2 separate regions of the Muntiacus reevesi genome follow, and region 1 is linked to region 2. The links are chromatin contacts, called in public Hi-C maps. All regions are on one chromosome and are shown on one strand. The core of a region is the stretch at or near the end of the contact, and the rest is flanking DNA. Distances in the headings are between cores, read along the strand shown. Region 1 holds the start of PGK1 (phosphoglycerate kinase 1). Region 2 holds the start of COX7B (cytochrome c oxidase subunit 7B).

Region 1 (4,131 bases), core at 388-2,887, 230 kb before region 2:
CTGCACGCCACTGTGCATTTGTCCTGTTTTTCTTAAGGTCTATCCATCTTTTTAAAAGCATCTGAGGGGTAGACAGTGCCATTATCTAATACTAGGATGGCTGTGATTCCTACTCTGTTCAGATTGCACAGGATTTAGGTGATTGAACAAAAGGGGGCACCAGGTGTTTTTCATGGCCATAAGCCATTGGGTTCTTCTGATTATTGCCATAGTAGGACAGAGAAGGCCACTTGTAAACTAATAGTGGCCATAATGAAATTAGAGGAAAGGGGAGAGCTACATTAACTTTTAGGGCATCCACAGAGTACACCAATTCACAGCACCTACCTAGTTTAAGCCTTAAGGGAGATCCCCTACTGCTTTCTGAATCCATTAATATAGAAAAGTTGCCCTCTCTTGAACCAGCCAAAATTGGGAAAGGGGTTGGATCACATCTTTCACATGCCTGCCCATCAATCAACCACTTCCCTAAAAGGACAAGACTACCCAATGCTGTCAAGCCCTTATGCTGGCAAAAGCACCACCCTTGGATCCTATCAAGGTCAAGTCAGTTACATACCTAACTGAATTCCTGCAATTAGCTCCTGGCATGCACGAATGTACACGTTACAAAAAGGAGAAATGTAAATACTCCATACATCAGTACTAGTAATTCTGGCAAGCAAGGGAGAAGCCATGTGGCCAGGGATCCACATGTTTGGAGTAAGAGACCCAAGGCAGGTGGCAAGCCTTCCCCACTTCTAATATCCTGCTTCTCTAGCCACCTCTGGCAGTGAGGTTAGAGAACATCAAGAATGAGCAGCCACACCCTGCTCTACCATTACCCAGTATGTGTCACAATCCTGCTGCAAAACCCAAGGCCTGTAGTCCAAAGACACTACAGGGCGGCAGAGGCCTGTTACATAAGCTCTGCAGGGCCTCCTTCCGTACGCCCCACCCTACCTCACCCTCCTACCCTCAATGCTTTAGTGGATTCTACTCCTGAACAACGAAATCAACATCCTCTGGGAAAGATGTGCCTTTGGGCAGGGACCTTAGAAATGTGGGCCATTTATCACTGGTCTGGGGTGGTCTAGGGTGGTGGAGGAAGGAAAACTATTCAAATGACCTTTCAAGGTCCCTTCACTGGAGGCCGAGGGATCTGCACGTTAAGCATCAGGTCCCACCTCGCCAACTGAGAACTGAGGCGACGGAACTGCCCTTCAGAAACAAGAAAAGAGGGCAAAATGGATCCCCGCAATCTGACCCTCCCTGGGAGGATCCACCCCTGCAAAGGGCAACTTCGGCTCAGTTTCTGGGCTGGGGAAAATGAGGTCAGAAACCGTTAAACCCGGGCAAAACCTCAGCCACAATGGTGGCCAGCCTCGCCCTGCTGAGCTAGAGCCAAGGGGCCGAGAGTAGGGCTAAAGGTCACTTGAGGCAGGAGGAAAAGAAGTCGGCCCCGGCCGGAGAGGCTGCGGGAGAACCCCAAGGATTACCTCATGACGACCCGCTTCCCCTTCACATCCAGCTTGTCCAGAGTCAGCTTGTTAGAAAGCGACATCTTGGCAATTCAGCTGCAGCGAGAGGCCGGGGGAAGAGACAGCGACAGAATGAGACCGACTCAGAGGCCGAACGCGTGGAAAATGCCTAGCACCTCGCGGGCCCGGTCGCCACGCCTCCTGCCCCGCCCCTTTCCGGCCGCTGCGCCTGGCTCTCGGCGCCCAGTGGCCGCTCTAGAAGGCGGCCCGAAGGCGCCCGCTGGCTGCCATTGCACCGAGGCGCTGTCAGTCAGCGAGGGCGCTGGTGGGACGTGCAGCTGCCGCCAGTCACGTCCAGCACGCAGCGAGCGGATGGGAACTTTCGTGACCAGAGGCGGGAGGCGGTGCTGCCGGGCCAACCGGTGAAGGGATCCGGAGCAGGTTGGCGCCGAGGGGCGGCCGCGGCCCGGATTTCTGCGGCCGCACCCAGAGCAGCTGCAGAGCCCCGCAAACCCACGGCAGCCTGGGGGAAAACGTCACCCCACACCCCATGGAATTCCCGGCAACCCAATTCAGGATAAATGCAAATGGCACCTCCTTGTGGAAAATTTGTTTTCCTGGCTCCCCCAAAAGGAATTCTCCGTTAGACTCCTAAGTTCCTTTAAGAATTGAGACCTTTCAGAAGTTGGAAAAGGCCCTGCTTCTCCCTTTCTCATCTGCTTACCTTTTTTTTTTTGTAATAAGTACAATGATTTGATTACAACGCAAAGCTAATGGCAAATACATAGAACATTTTTCACATATGAACTCACATTGCTCACAAACAAGCAATCCTCATTTTACAGATGAATGAACTGATGCACAAAGAGGTTGCTTAGGGTTTCAGGTCTTGTAAATGGTAGATTCAAACCTAGACAGTTAACGGTGTAGAGTTCATACACCTAACTATAGTATAGTACCGATACCACTGCTCAGGACCAGGCACTCGGGTCCAATATTACTTACAGAGTTGGTTGGAATGAAATAATTTGAGTCAGAAACATAAAAACTAAAAAAAAAAAAAAAGAAAGAAACAAAAACTTTCCACGCGGTACTCAAGCTCCGAGTAAGATGTAAGAAATATTAATTCATAGTGCACTGGTACTGAGACACAAGTTCAAAGTTATAAGCATTCGTTTCTTTCAATCCTGTCAGTGCATTTGGGAAATCGCCATGGAGTTATTTCCACCTGAGTCTGAATTTGAGACCCAGATGGGCCTGCTGACTTCCTGGTCATCAGATCTGCATACCTTAGCACTCATTTCACTCCACCTGGGTTGCTGTAGTAGTCAGAAGCAATTCCTTTTGCATAAGATAGAGTAGCAACCAAGGGTATCAGCAAAGAAACTAAAACAAGCATATAATCTGACAGAGTGAATTTAATAACAGTTCCCAATTATTCAGCGCTTGCTGTATGCCAGACACTGTATTAAGGATTGAACATACCTGACCCATTTACTCCTCACAATAGCTTTCTGAAGTAGGTACTGTTATTATCTCTGTTTTACAGATGAGAACACGGAAGCTCAAAAAAGATAAGGAAGCTTTTTCCACTACAAATTTGAAGGAGCATCAGATATGCAAAGATCCTAAAATGGGAAAGAGTAGGAGACAACATAAAAAGTCCAACGTTGCTGGAAAATAGAGTTGAAGGAAGAGAAGTCTAAAATTATACTGATGAGGGAAGGCCAGATCCCGTGGACTTAACAAACATGATAAAGATGTGATTTTTATCCTAAAGAGCTATGAGAAGCTATTTGTTGCGAACACTGTTACCTTGAATTCATGATATATAAAGAACTCTCAAAACTCAATGTTAAGGAAACAATTTTTTTAGTGGTCAAAGGATTTAGTGTGTGTATGCTCAATTGCTCAGTCTGTCCAACTCTTTGCAACACCATGAACTGTAGCCCACCAGGCTCCTGTGTTCATGGACACTTCCCTAAATACAATATACAGATAACAAATTAGCACATAAGAAAATGTTTAATATCATTTGCTATTAGGGAAATGCAAATTAAAACCGCAATGAGATGCAAGTTTGTATCTATTAAGGTGGCTAAAATAAAAATAATAATACCAAATGTTGACAAGGATGGAGGGCCACTGGAACTCTCCTACATTGATGGTAGAAATGCAAAATGGTACAGCCACTCTAGAAAACAGCTTGGCAGTTTCTTATAAAATTAAACCTATACTTAGATATGACCCAGCAATCCCACTCCCTGGTATTTACCCTAGAGAAGAAGATTCCCGTTCACACACACACCATAGAAGTTGGACGTGGGACGTGTACACACATGTTTATAGTAGCTCTAGTCATAATTGCTCAGAATTGAAAACAACTCAGAAGTCCTTGGATGGATAAGCAAAAAAAGAAGTATGTTCATACAATGAAATACTGCCCAGCAATACAAAGGAATGAACTATTGATACAAGTAACAACTTGCATGAACCTCAAGGGTATTATGCTGAATGAAATAAGGCACACTCACCAGTTACCTGGTGTGTAAGATTCCAAATGTATGACAGTCGGGAAAAGGCAAAACTAGAGAGATGGATATCAGATCATTGGTTGCCAAGGACTAGGAGCCAGTGGAATATGTGATTACAAAGGAGATGCATGAGGAAG
Region 2 (3,966 bases), core at 947-3,446:
TACTTCATTACTCTGAGTATTTATGACTTTGATTTTCACAAAAGTTTACTCAGCAGTGTTCAACAACTTGAAAAGTATAATACATAGACACTGTTCTCAGGTAACTTCCAGTCTAGAAAAGGCTATTATATACACAGACACAAACCATTATAATACAAGGAAGTAAAATGTTAGCTAAGCACTTTGAATAGCAGGTAGGATTTGGATATGCAGATATGGGAAAAGGAAATCTGAAAAAAAAAAAAAGAAACAGAAAACCCAGTGTACTATAAAACCAATCACGTTTGAAGGACAAGTTGTATAGATTAGTGCATGTGTGCTAAGTCGCTTCAACTGTGTCAGACTCTGCGACCCTATGGACTGTAGCCCACCAGGCTCCTCTGTCCATGGGATTCTCCAGGCAACAATACTGGAGTGGATTGCCATGCCCTCCTCCCAGGGATCTTCCTGACCCAAGGATCGAACCTGCAGGTTTCCTATGTCTCCTGCATTGGCAGGAGGGTTCTTAATCACTAGCACCACTTGGGAAGCCCCTATACATTAGTAAGAGGAAATGAAGCCACTTTTTTGGTAGAGCTAAGTTTCTGAGCAGAATGACAACATTAAAACTTTGCCATTACTGTTATTTTAGTAGAAAGAGTTTTCAAACTGCCTCTGGAGGCACTTGCGGAGCTTGGAAAAGAACGAAGACTAGAAAATGCTTATTTCCAGCTGCTTTTTTTCTTCCTTTCCAACTAAGTAGCAGGTCCTTATTGTTTCAGAGCCTCACTGAAAATCGTATTAAACAGCAATGTTGCCCATTCATTAGCACTTATGAATATAATGGCTTCTATGTGATACAATGGGTTATTTCTAGAGTTATTTGATCATTTAATGGTTTCTTAAGGGCCTTACAGGTTTTGTCACCTTTGGTTACATTTCGAATGGGCAAATCTACAACATTTCACAATCTTCTGTTCTAGAGCAGTTAAAAGTGAGCATATGAATTCCGCATTGAAAGTAACAACCCCCAAACACCCTTCCCTGAGGTCCAAGGCCCTAGCTTCTCAAAAGGCAAAGAAAATAAGATTATCAAACAGTTCTGCAACACCTCATGACCTCAACACTCACGTTAGACAAGCGGATTTCTTTAGACCTCTTCTCTGTGACAAAAAACGGTTCAGTTACCACCTATTGATAATTTTATATAAACGTCAACAACTCCATGAGGTAGGTATATTTACTAAGCCCCTAATTTACAAAAGAGGAAAATGAAGTTCAGAGACGTTAAATTATTAGCCAAAAGTGAAAGGGATAATAGACGTGACTTTTGGAATATGAAAAACCAGTCAGGCAACTATTTTTTCGTTATTGTCAAAGGTGCTTCAGTGTTTCGTACACAATCTAGTAATACTTCTAATGACTTTGAGCTGAAAATAAAAAGGTAGCTAAAGAACTAAATGGTAATTGCTTAAAGTCACTTTCATTGTAAAACTTCACGTTACTCAAGGTCACCTTCAGTGCAAATGAAGTATGGAAAAGACTTCTACTTCTCCAATCTAGAGCATTATCAATACATAACTCTGGTTTCAAAATTTCCCTGTACTTATCTAACTTTTAGGTAAGAATAAAAACAACCACAATTATTCAGCTAATAATCCACAAAGAACATAAATGCTAAAGTGCTACCATTTAGCAGATAGCAGCACGGCAATGAAACCAGGAACTGGATAAGAAGCTCTTTTGCGGGTAAACTGTATCCCCAAAGCTAAAATTTACGAAATTATTTAAAGAAAAAGAAGTGTTCACTGTGTCCCCCTTGAAATCATAGGCTACCCAATAATGAAACAGAGCAGGGTTATGACTCCAGTAACAGAAACAGAGCTGGGAACCCAAACAGAAACGCTGTGCGATTAGGCTAATGCCAAGGACATCTTACCAATTACTTAGGGTGAGGTGGGAGACCGAGCCTTTAGAATTACAAGGTCGGGCTGCAGATGGAAAGAAAGGTCACAAGAGACGACGAGCAAAAATGGTAAAAAGCTGGTTGGAAATGATCTGATCACAATTTTTGCTCACCTCTCAGACGACTTAGCGCGTTTTTGGCCAAGGGAAACATCCTGAGGTTGAACACAAAACGGCTGCAACTACAGCTGCTGGCCTCTAGCAATTCGTCGTCTACTATCCTTGCAGACTCCTGAAAAACAAAATGGCTCTCGGCTGCCCTCTTTAAAGAGATTTCATGAAATCTCTCGCGAGACCTGTAAAAACCTATAGAATTTGTCCTCTTTACCGCACGCAAAGTACCCGCCTTTTGGGAAATGTAGTTTCGCGCTTCATAAATGACTCATTAGGGTACTTATTGAACAATGAGAAAATTGCTGGTCTTGAAGCCAGGTTTAGGGCTCTTTAGAGGAGAATTGAGACATTAATCTTAGACTAGTCATCAAACGCGTAAACTTCAAGGTAGTGTTCAGAGGCTTGAGCTTGTATCTCGCTCCACACTAGCCAGTATTTTCTGTTCACTCTAAACTTCCTTTGTTTCTTTAATTTTCTGTTTCCTAATACTACCTACTAATATTTTGAATTTTGAAATGATTTTAAGTTATGAGGGACGTTGCAAAAACAGTAAAAGGAATTCTTTTTATTTTTTTGGCTTCAAGATAGTCTATCTTTATTTTTTTTATTTTTTATTTTTTTGCCTTTTTTTTTTTTTTTCCATTCATCTCTATTAGTTGGAGGCCAATCACTCCGCAATATTGGAGTGACTTTTGCCACACACTGACACGAATCAGCCATGGATTTACATGTGTTCCTCATCCTGAACCCCCCTCCCTCCCCATCCCATTCCTCTGGGTCATCCCAGTGCACCAGCCCTGAGCACTTGTCTCATGCATCCAACCTGGACTGGCGATCAGAAAACAATAAAAGGAATTCTTAATACGTAGAAAAATCTATGATAAAGCAAATTTAACAAATTGTTGATCGTAGAGTCTTGGCTGTGTGTGTTCAGAATACAATTATTTCAATATTTCTGTATGTTTGGACATTTTCATAATAAAATATTATCAAAACCGTGTTTCTTATGTCTTTTGCATGGCAGGTGGTTGCCACCTTTAGTCTGCTATAACTGAAGAGTTCCTCTGCTGTCTTTCATGGTATTAATTTTTTTTCTTAAGTTTCAGTTCAGTTCAGTCGCTCAGTCGTGTCTGACTCCTTGTGACCCCATGGACTGCAGCACGCCAGGCCTCCTTGTCCATCATCAATTCCCAGAGGTTTCTTAAACTCATGTCCATGAAGTCGGTGATGCCATCCAACCATCTCATCCTCTGTCATCCCCTTCTCCTGCCTTCAATCTTTTCCAGCATCAGGGTCTTTTCCACTGAGTCAGTTCTTTGCATCAGGTGGCCAAAGTATTGGAGTTTCAGCTTCAGCATCAGTCCTTCCAATGAATATTTAGGACTGATTTCCTTTAGGATTGACTGGTTTGATCTCCTTGCAGTCCAAGGGACTCTCAAGAGTCTTATCCAACACCACAGTTCAAATGCATCAATTATTCGCCGCTCAGCCTTCTTTATGGTCCAACTCTCACATGCATACATGACTACTGGAAAAACCACAGCTTTGACTAGACAGACCTTTGTTGGCAAAGTAATGTCTCTGCTTTTTTTTTTTTTGTCTCTGCTTTTTAATATGCTGTCTAGTTTGGTCATAGCTTTTCTTCCAAGAAGAAATTGTCTTTTAATTTCATGACTGCAGTCGCCATGTGCAGTGATTCTGGAGCCCCAAAAAATAAAGTCTCTCATTGTTTCCATTGTTTCCCCATATATTTTCCGTGAAGTGATGGGACTGGATGCCATGATCTTAGTTTTTGAATGTTGAGTTTTAAGCCAGCTTTTTCACTCTTCTCTTTCATTTTCATCAAGAGGCTCTGTAGTTCCTCTTCACCTTCACTTTCTGCCATAAGGGAGATGTCATCTACATATG

What was found. A called contact is a pair of places that touch in the nucleus more often than the background predicts.
Region 1: a contact with region 2 is called in a Hi-C map of muscle, with 2.5 times the contacts expected there. The contact joins the promoter of PGK1 here to the promoter of COX7B in region 2. A contact is called at or near these places in 2 of 3 Hi-C or Micro-C datasets (blood and muscle).

What each region holds. Positions count from the first base shown.
Region 1 is chrX:69,624,439-69,628,569 of mMunRee1.1, reverse strand. It overlaps PGK1 (phosphoglycerate kinase 1), which reads right to left and starts at 1,637. Exons shown (of 11, transcript XM_065916451.1): 1 at 1,479-1,637. The coding sequence starts at 1,543.
Region 2 is chrX:69,393,027-69,396,992 of mMunRee1.1, reverse strand. It overlaps COX7B (cytochrome c oxidase subunit 7B), which reads right to left and starts at 2,196. Exons shown (of 3, transcript XM_065916368.1): 1 at 2,059-2,196. The coding sequence starts at 2,098.